2 separate regions of the Capra hircus genome follow, and region 1 is linked to region 2. A link is a contact called in public Hi-C data. All regions are on one chromosome and are shown on one strand. The core of a region is the stretch at or near the end of the contact, and the rest is flanking DNA. Distances in the headings are between cores, read along the strand shown.

Region 1 (5,220 bases), core at 1,943-4,442, 97 kb after region 2:
ATCGGAGAGATGACGACAATTACGTGCTGATGAATGCTGTCCTGCCAAGACTCTAATTAGGAGGAAATTAACCACAAAATTCAAATCATTAGGCAGAATAAGAATTCTCTGCTGCTACCTCAATGCCCATCCAAACAAAGATGTTGGACATTTTTTTTTTTTTTTTTCTGGTCATACCATGGGACAAGTGGAATCTTAGTTCCTGGACCAGGGATTGAAACCGGGCCCCCTACATGGGGCTTGTGGAGTCTTAACCACTGGACCACCAGCGAAGTCCCGGAGATTTGACTTTTGAACCAAAGAATCTGGTCCTTAATATAGAGCTCCTTGCCAATGAGTTAATTTTCAGAAGCCTGAGGACTGGATTATTGTGACCTACGATCATTCTGCAGCCCTCAATAACCCCCAGAACCCGCTGATTTGGGGCTTGATGCCCTGTGAACATAGGGGGTCATAAGAACATAGAAAAGAAAGCCTTTTCTCTGGCATGTAAGATTTGTTGAGTTTTAAGAATGTTTATATGATTTTCTCCCCTCCAGAAACACATTTATTCCTCAATAACCACACAAGAGGTGAACGATGAGGAAGAATCAAGTGGAAAATCAGAGGCCACCTACATGACCATGGTGAGGAATGTTCTGGGTCCCACTGAGCCCGGTGTCTGGAGGCAGGAAATGGACTTGGGAAGGATATGGCAGACTCACGGGGGATGGATGTTGCTAGGTTTCCTGGTGGGAGCAGGGGTGGGGGTGGGGGTGAGGTGGGGTGGTGGTGGGGTGGGAGGACACTCTGCTGAAGGCAGAGCTATTTCTAGATAGTTGGAAATTGTAAGAAGTTGAAGCTCTGCTGGATAGAAGAGTAGTAACAAACTTGTCCTTATACTCAATTTCGAGTCTTCTGAGCATCTCTAGGGCTAGAGAGGGTTGATCTCAGAGGTAAAAGGAAGTGCCATCATGAGGTTAGACAAAGATCTCTTCCTCATCAGCACAATACTGGTTTAACACAATGTAGTGAAGAGGGACTGGAAGATCCTTGTACAAAAATCATGTCATGAGGAACTGTTTTCCTCCCTTTCAAAAGGTCCCTTCCGACTCTTAGATTTTTCTGTTCTTGCAGCTTAAGATCATTATTTGCACTTTATTAACTGAACACAACACAGATTTGCCATGCGCATTAGATGCTTATATACACATGCCTGCAAGCCCAGCACCAATAACTTCCTAGTGCGTGTTGTGGTAAGGAATTGCTATATACGATTCAAGCCCTAGGTCCCTTAATGAGTTCCATGTCTTTCCCTAAGTCCTCTTTATGCTAGTAACGCTCTTTATTTGATGCACCACTAACTATGAGAACTCTACTGTTTATGCTATTTTACCCAGTGCTCCTTTATTTGCAGCCCTTACAGTTTTCCTATGGTGTCGGGATATTTCATTGTTGTTGTTTAGTCGCTAAGTCATATCTGACTCTTTCGTGACCTCATGGACTGTAGCCTACCAGGCTCCTCTGTCCATGGGATCTCCAGGCAAGAATACTGGAGTGGGTTGCCATTTCCTCCTCCAGGGGATCTTCTTGACTCAGGGATCCAACCTGTGTCTCCTGCATTGGCAGTCAGGTTCCTTGCCACTGAGCCATATCCATTGGGATATTTTATATACTTGCTGATTGCTTTATCATGTTATTAAATTTTATTTTTTTACATTTCTGAGTATGACCTCTTCTCTGCACATATCTTTTAGAATTCCTTAGATTACTAATGGTTTTATCTTTACACTGATTTCTGCTGCAGCTGCTGCTACTACTAAGTTGCTTCAGTCGTGTCCGACTCTGTGCGACCCCATAGATGGCAACCCACCAGGCTCCCCCATCCCTGGGATTCTCCAGGCAAGAACACTGGAGTGGGTTGCCATTTCCCTCTCTAATGCATGAAAGTGAAAAGTGAAGTCGCTCAGTCATGTCCGACTCTTAGCGACCCCATGGACTGCAGCCCGCCAGGCTCCTCTGTCCAAGGGATTTTCCAGGCAAGAGTACTGGAGTGGGGTGCCATCGCCTTCTCCACACTGATTTCTGGTTGGCTCCAATTCTGGATGGCCAATGTATATCCAAATATATATGTTCTAGTATGTCCTGGAGTGTTACATGTCTTCAGTGTTAGCTTGTGAGCTTCTCCTTCACTGGTATTTTCCTATAATTTTCAATGTTTACTAAACTTACCTGTGTGTGCTCAGTCACATCTGACTCTTTGTGGTCCCGTGGATGGTAGCCCGCCAGACTCCTCTGTCCATGGGATTCTCCAGGCAAGAACACTGGAGTGAGTTGCCATTTCCTGCTCCAGGGAATCCTGCTGACCCAGGGATTGAATGCACACCTCCTGCCCTGGCAGGCAGATTCTTTACACTGGCTGCACATCTGCTGTTGTTTAGTTGCTCAGTCACGTCCCCTCGGGGAGTCTTTGCCGACCTCTTGGCCTGCAGCACTCCAGGCTTCCCTGTCCTTCACTGTCTCCTGGAGTTTGCTCAAACTCATGTCCATTGAGTCAAAACTCCACTTGGGAAGCCCTAAACTAAATTTTCCCACCAGTTGTATTTAAAGTGACAGTGAAAGTCAATATTTTGCAACTCTTAGATTTTTTAATTCTGTGACTTATTATACCTTGACATAATCCAACTGCTGGAAGGCTGGATGCTGGATTTCATGTAATAATACAGAGTCTGATTCCTATGTTCTCTTTGTTCAACTCTCCAGGGAAGTCTAGCACCTAGAAAAGACACTGGCTGTGTAGTGAGTAGCGGGTAAGGACAAAAGGAATGAGCTGGCGAGGGACATGATGCTATTTGTAGATGAATAATAGCTAGTCAAGAATCCTCCTACAGTGCGGGAGAACTGGGTTCGATCCCTGAGTTGGGAAGATCCCCTGGAGAAGGGAACGGCTATCCACTCCAGTATTCTGGCCTGGAGAATTCCGTGGACTGTGTAGTCCATGGGGTCGCAGAGAGTTGGATACGACTGAGGGACTTTCACAATAGGCACCCCAGCCAAGGAGGGAACAGTGTTCTGCTGTGTTCAGGAAGGCTGGCCTCCTCTGTTTATAGGATGATGGCTTGCTTGTGTTTTTTTCCTGTTACACCAGCTCCAAGGACACATGACTCCCAGATGATTGCAACAGAGAAAGGTTCTGCCAGGGAAGAGTGAGATCAGAATCTGGCCTTGCTCCACCAAGTGAAACATGAGCTCCCCTCTGAAGTTGAACATAGTCATTCCCCTTCCCCCCATCCTTCTCCCATCATTGCCATGTGATGCTACAGCAGCTGCCAGAACCTCGTCTCAGAGACCTGCTGATAACGGTGCCTGCTGCTCAGTGCGCCCGTCACCTGGGCGGTACCGTTTGCAGACGCTCTGTGGGACAGAGGTGACGGAGAAGTGAACCACCTTCAATGCCAGCGTCTCATGTTTAGCGCCAAGTGTTTGCGATTTAAACTCTGCAGAAAACAGCACCCATGGCCCCTTGAAATGGATCCAATAAAGCAAGTGTGATAGGGGACCAGGGCCACAGACTCAAAGGCCTTCAGGGGCTGGTCAAGTTATTGCAAAACACTGTGTCAACTTACACACAGCTGCGGGTGAATTCTGGCCTGTGCACCACTTGTTTGAGACTTCAGGTAGGGGGCTGTTATCTGATAGAGAGCAGGGGAAACAAAGAAATTTTGCTTAAAATTTTTTGCTCATCATGGGTTTTTTTTACATTGATGTTTATTTTTGACTACACCTGCAGTGTGCAGGATCTTAAATCCCCACCCAGGGACTGAGCCCTTCCCCTCATGCCTCCCTGGTGTCCTGACCACTGGGCCGCCCGGGAAGTCCCAGAACCTTTGCTTTTCTATTAAATTTACTTAAATGGAGGGGCACCATACCACGTCCTCTTTCTGAGGCAGTGTGGCACAATGGTTAAGATCCCTAGCTTTGGAGCTGGACAGACCAGTGTCCGCATCTTTACCCTGACTCAGAAGCTGGATCACCTTGGGCAGGTAATTTAGTTTCTCGAGGTTCAGTTTCCTCATCCTTAATGAGAATAATATTAATAAAACCTACCTCTCGGGTGGTGAGGAACAAATGAGATAGTGCAGCATGTGAAATTCAGAACTGGCCCAGAGAGATGGAAGGAGCTCAGTAAATGGTAACTATTATGATTGAAATGCTTCTTACCAATGTGCTTTGTTTCTCTCCCCCCCACAGAACCCAGTTTGGCCTTCTCTGAAGTCAGCACCAACTAGCCCACCAGACCAAAGGTCAACTGGGGGAATGGCAAAAACAGAGCAAGCCTTCTGAGAAGAAGGGGTGGTCCTTTTTCCCTTGGCTGCACAGAGACTCTCTTTGCTGTGTGTCCTGAGTCCATCCATGTAGCAGTTGTTTCAGACCCTCTGCCCTCCCAGTCCTCTTCCTGTCTCCCTGCTTGGGCAGAGGGCTGATGATGGAGGGCTCGAAGGCCAGCAAAGAGACTGGACAGCCCTGGAGGAAGAAAGGCTGATAAGGGGGAGCATGGACTTGATTCCCCTAGAGTGAGACCCTGGCCATGGGGACCCTGGTCAGCTGCCGCAGTGGCCTCGAGTGTCCCTTCAGGTCAGACCCTCTGCTTGGACGGTGTTCTCTGTGGAAGGTTCCAGAGAAGAATCAGAGATAAAAACAACCCCAAATGATTATTCCTGTGGCCAATGATCCCTAAATAAATGCAGTCTGTGGCAATCATCCTGTGTCTCTACCCTGGCTGAAGGGCATGTGGAGTGCTGGTGAAGAATCTATTGTTGGGAACTCCTGAAGCAACTGAAGTGACTGGAGGAAAGCCCTGCTGTGACTCACACATTGGGGGCCAGTTTGAGGCCTGAGGAAGTTTGGGGGGCATGAATGGGTTGGAAGTGGGGTACATCTCTTCGATGTAACTCAGTGCTTCTGGATGCCGGCTGGGTATCAGAGTGGCTGGTGGCTCTTGGCTGGGCCCCACCAGAGGTCTGGATAGACTATACTGGTGGATCTGGAGCACTTGTCTTTTTCAGAAGCGACACTCCTGGGTCACCAAAATGGACAGCCACTGATTTAACTCTTGGTCTGAATGTGAGATTCCTTTCCTTTTGGTTCCTTTACTTTGTAAGATTTAATAAGGCTAGTTGTTTGTTTTTTTAAATCCTCTGGTTCTGAACTCCTGTCTCTAGTCTGGGCTCAGCTCAGATT
Region 2 (5,136 bases), core at 2,512-5,011:
CCCTGTCCCTGGGATTCTCCAGGCAAGAACACTGGAGTGGGTTGCCATTTCCTTCTCCATCAAAGACTGCTAACATCACCCAAAAAAGACAGGAAGAACACCACATCACCCATGAGGAAGAATCAACTATGAATCTGACTGAGGCTTGGCCAAGTCTACAGCCTGACTCGTAGGTGTGGTCAGTATCACCTGACAACCTGTTAGAAATGTAAAATTTCAGGACTCGCCTCAGACCAGAAACAGAAGTGCTCAAGGTGAGGTCCAGCAATCTGTTTTGACAAACCATTCAGAAGAGACTCTGATGCCCACTAAAGACTGAGAATCATTGCTCTAAATCCGATAGCAATTTATAGGAAATACAGAGGAATATATTATGTAACATCCTACCAATGCAAGCCAAAAATTCAGACTGTGGAAAAATCCAGAGACAAGTGACCCAGTTTCTTTACATGTAGTTTGCAAGGAAATAAAAAAAGGGATGAAGAGGAACATATAGATTAAAAAAGACTTAGGAAATATATAGATCAATTGCAAATTTTGCACATTATTTTGATCATAATTCAAATATATAAACTGAAGGGACTCCCCTGGTAGTCTAGTGGTTAAAACTCTGCACTTCCACTTGAGGGGCAGTTTCGATCCCTGGATGGGGAATTAAGATCCCACAAGCCATGTGGCACAGCCAAGGAAAAAAAAAAAGATAAGCTGTAAAAACATTTAAAACATTTATGATATAATTGTGAATTTTAACACTAGATACTTAATATTTAGGAAATGTTCATTCTTTTTATGTGTGACAATGGCATTGAAATTACATTTATGGGTGAAATGGTATGATTTCTTCAATTTGTTCAAAATAAGATTGGATGGGTAGGTCAAGGTATAAATGTGAAAAAGTTGACTGTGGGTTGCTTATAGTTGGAGCTGGGTGATAGGTACCTAGGGGTCATTATACCATTTTGTATACTGTTGTATGTGTTTGAAATTCTCTATAGTAAAAAGCTAGAAAAGAAATTGCCTTTGACTCTGTGGGGCTTTGTGAAAAACCCATGGGAAAAGTTTTGGATTTAAATACAGAATTCCCAGGCTGGGCCCCGATTCTTCCATATACTTTATAGGGAGACTGAGCTGGATAGCAAGGGAAATCACTTCATATCACCATTCTCATTTTCTTCATCTGTTAAAAAGAATATTGATAGGAGAGGACAAAAAAAAATTTTTAAAAATAAAAAGAATATTGAGAATTAAAGGATGCAATGTCTTCAAATGCTTTGCACAGTGCTTTGAAGATGGAAGGTTCTAATATCAATGATCTGAATTTCTTAAAGCTGGCTAAGGCATCTTCTAACGTTTCTTCAGCACAGTGTGGGACATATATCAGGTGATTCTTAAGTGTAGACTTAATTTCTTTAATCAAATCATTATTATTTATTAAATAAATGAGTGACAGAGTACATTCCGAATTCTATTACAGAACTCTAGGTTGAATCATTCATTCCATAATTAAGACCTAGAATGACTGAATAAATGTAGGAGACATATCCTGACAATTATAAGTTAATATATTATATTATCCATTTTCAAATAGAATCTGCTATATATTATAGACTATAGTTGCTCCCCGCCTTTCATGATCGCTCCTAGGCTGAAAAGAGTGTAAGGTGGAAACCTGTTGATCAGTGTGCAACGTTCAGTCATGAATGATCTTTGCATGGGTGTGTGCTCAGCTGTGTTCCACTCTTTGGACTCTATGGTCTGGAGCCCATCAGGCTCCTCTGTCCATGAGATTTCCCAGGCAAGAATACCGGAGCGGGTTGCCATTTCCTTCTCCAGGGGATCTTCCCGACCCAGGGATCTTTGTGTGCTAAGTCGCTTCAGTGGTGTCCGACTCTTTGAGACCCTATGGACTGTAGCCCACCAGGTTCCTCTGTCCATGGGATCCTGCAGGCAAGAATACTGGAGTGGGTTGCTATTTACTTCTCCAGGGGATCTTCCCGACCCAGGGATCGAACCTGCATCTCTCGCATCTCCTGCACTGGCAGTCGGGTTCTTTGTGACTAGCGCCACCTGGGATCTTTGCTGAGATACAAAAATAAGCAAAGTTAAAACTGGAACTCAGTTTTAGGTCTTTACCCTGGAGCTTCTTTGGGTTCCACCAGAGGGCGCTCCATATTGCATGCCTTTGCTGAGATGTGGAGCCCACTGGAACCTGTCCTGTAAGCATGCAGTCACCCCTTTAGCAAATGTACATTGAGAGTCTACCATGTGCCTAGAAGTTGTAGGTGCTGAGGATACAGAGGTGAAAAGACCTGGACCTGTCCTCAAGGGACTCAGACTAGAGTGGAAACAGACATGTAAACAAGAAATGATGGCACAGTGCAGCAAGGGCTATAATAAAGGTATTACAGGGTGTAAGGAACTATTAATTCTGGCTCCAGAAGTTAGGGAAGCCTTCATACAATGTGAGATTAAATTTGAAAGGCAAGTAAGAATTCATCAGGCGGACAAAGTAGACAGAATAGCAAGTACAGATACATGTGTGTGTTTATGTGTTTGTTGCTCAGCGTGTCCAAATTTGCAACCCCATAGACTATATCCCAGGCAAGATTACTGGAGTGGGGTGCCATTTCCTTCTCCAGGGGATCTTCTCTACCCAGAGATCGAACTTGTGTCTCTTGCATTGCAGATTCTTTACTGCCTGAGCCACCAGGGAAGCCCACAGATATATATACATGAAGGTAAGAACACACATATAGTTAGTTTGCCATGGCCAAGAATAAGTTTCAAGGAACCTGAAAAGTGGGGAGGTGGGGCTGGATAGTTGGTGGGGCCAGATCATAAAAGGCCTTATTCTGTGAAAAGGAACGCATCCCTTAGCATTATTTTATTTTATTTTTATTTTTAGGCCTTGTGCATGCAGCATGTGGGATCCTAATCGCCTAATCAGGGATCAAACCTGCAGCCCCTCTATTTGAACGGTGGAGTTCTAACCACTGGACCGCCAGGGAAGTCCTCCCCTTTATGGTCTGTGTTCAGCTCAGTAACTATAGGGGCAATGTTAAACTCTAGGAGAGATTATCTCCTCATCATAGTTGTGCACAAAATGGTTCCAGAGTTTTTTGTCTTTGAAAGGATCCTTAGGGAGCACATACCCTTCACAAGATATTCATTCTCCCAATTTTATAATTAGAGGCATTTGGTTGCTCATTTTCTCATGATTTTTAGATTTGATTAATGTGTTAGAGAATCAAACTAGCTCTCAAAAGTGTGATGATTTGCCATTATTAAGGATCTAAAGAAATTGTGGTTCAAGATGCTAAGAATCATTCTAGAAATGTTTGGAGTAATGTTAGCATCCTTAGAGTAAGAGCTTGCACTTGACAGTTTTAAACAGTCATTTTTTGCTGTTTTTCTTTGAAAATCTCGTTTCCTTTAGTTCCTGCTACAATAACTCAGCAGACGCTGACGCTAGTTTAGTCGCTGAGTCGTGTCCGACTCTGTGCGACCCCATGGACTGTACCCTACCAGGCTCCTCTGTCCATGGGGTTTCCTAGGCAAGAGTGGGAACTGACACTGAGAGACTGTAAACACAGGGACATTTGGGAAGAAAAAAACAGCAACGTTGCTGAGACTTTTCTCCAGTCTTCTGGGGGAAGCTGGGGTTGGGGCTGGGGGGCTGGGGGGCTGGGGGGCTGGGAGGCTGGGGGGCTGGGGGACTGGGGGGCAAGGGGCCGGTGGTGGTGCGTGGGGCGGGGAATCCCCCAAGGGACTGGGCAGGTGTGCTTTCTCTCTTAGTCTCTTACTTAGCAGGAAAGACTCATACCCTGTTTGCCTGGACAAGCAGCAGGTCTGCCCTTTTTACCCAGAAACACTTCTGAGCAAACGAGTCCAACCTGCTCGTTCCCTTGCAGGCATCAGACCGCCATGGGAAGTGGAGGGGAGGGCAGAGAGGCTGAACTGCCTTCGCTAAGTCAGCACCTTGGCCGCTTCTCAGCATTCAGCGAATCTGTGATGGGAAAGAGTAGTTCTGAGACCTTGTGGCATCTGAGGTTTTCTGAGCAAGACTGAACTTCATGGATGAAGCACTTTAAATCAGAACAGTAGACTCTTCGAAGGTTAAGACTGGAAGGGTCAGGACTTCCCTGGTGGTCTAGTGGCCAAGACTCTAGACTTCCAATGCAGGGGGCTGGGGTTTAACCCCTGGTCAAGAAACGAGATCCTGAATGCTGCAACTAAGACCTGAAGCAGCTAAAAAAAAGGAAGAGGAGACTGGAAGAGTCCTTAAAAATCACTTGTTCCAAACCCCTCATTTTATTAACGTGGAAACTGAGGACATGAGAGTTTAAAACAGGGTGATACTATGTTTTAGTGTCCCTGGAAAAGTTCTGGTTTATGCCTGTCTTTCCAGTGAAAATATCAATCATGCCAGTTTCACTCTCAAAACTGTTCCAGTTTGGACAATAAATTATATGATCACTCACATCCACCCTAAAAGAGAAGAAAGGGTGTGAATAGGTGAGAAGCAGTGAAGAAGGAATGTTAGAGGAAAGAAACAGTTTGGAAAAGGTATAGAGATGAACATAAGAATGAGTCTAGTACAGCAGAGTTCTTTTTCAGTTTTTCTTCTAAATTACATTTTCTTTCATAGAGGTTTTGCTTCCCCAGATAAAACTGAGAGGAATAAATATTAAAGTCTTGGTCATTTGCAGTTTCTTGTTACTAGTACTATGGTTAAATTCTGTTTGGCTGTTATAAACAAATTACATAAATTGGTCATATAAAAATACCAAAGAAATAAACGAGGTCAGGGGAAAATCTCAAAGTGCTAGTGTTTTTTTTTTTTTTTTTTTTTTGGTGAAAGAACACCTTGATTTTGGTTTTGTGAAGAAGAAAGAATTTTTAGTCAAAATTTATGCTTCTTCTCTGAGAAGGCAATGGCACCCCACTCCAGTACTCTTGCCTGGAAAATCCCATGGATGGAGGAGCCTGGTGGGCTGCAGTCCATGGGGTTGCTAAGAGTCAGACATGACTGAGAGACTTCACTTTCACTTTTCACTTTCATGCATTGGAGAAGGAAATGGCAACCCACTCCAGTGTTCTTGCCTGGAGAATCCCAGGGACGAGGGAGCCTGGTGG

The links. Hi-C and Micro-C count contacts between places; a contact is called where the count stands out from the background.
Region 1: a Hi-C map of blood shows a contact between it and region 2, with 4 times the contacts expected there. The contact joins two enhancer-like sites. A contact is called at or near these places in 3 of 5 Hi-C or Micro-C datasets (all in blood).

The regions. Positions count from the first base shown.
Region 1 is chr15:53,448,934-53,454,153 of ARS1.2, forward strand. It overlaps JAML (junctional adhesion molecule-like), which reads left to right. Exons shown (of 10, transcript XM_005689503.3): 9 at 540-626; 10 at 4,231-4,740. The coding sequence ends at 4,323. Among named protein-coding and RNA genes, the nearest start is that of SCN2B, 12 kb to the right of the region's middle. Within about 2 kb of position 3,193, at least 3 of the 5 cell types and tissues checked have an H3K27ac peak or open chromatin away from gene starts, as enhancers often do.
Region 2 is chr15:53,351,555-53,356,690 of ARS1.2, forward strand. No RefSeq gene overlaps it. Among named protein-coding and RNA genes, the nearest start is that of CD3E, 22 kb to the left of the region's middle. Within about 2 kb of position 3,762, at least 1 of the 5 cell types and tissues checked has an H3K27ac peak or open chromatin away from gene starts, as enhancers often do.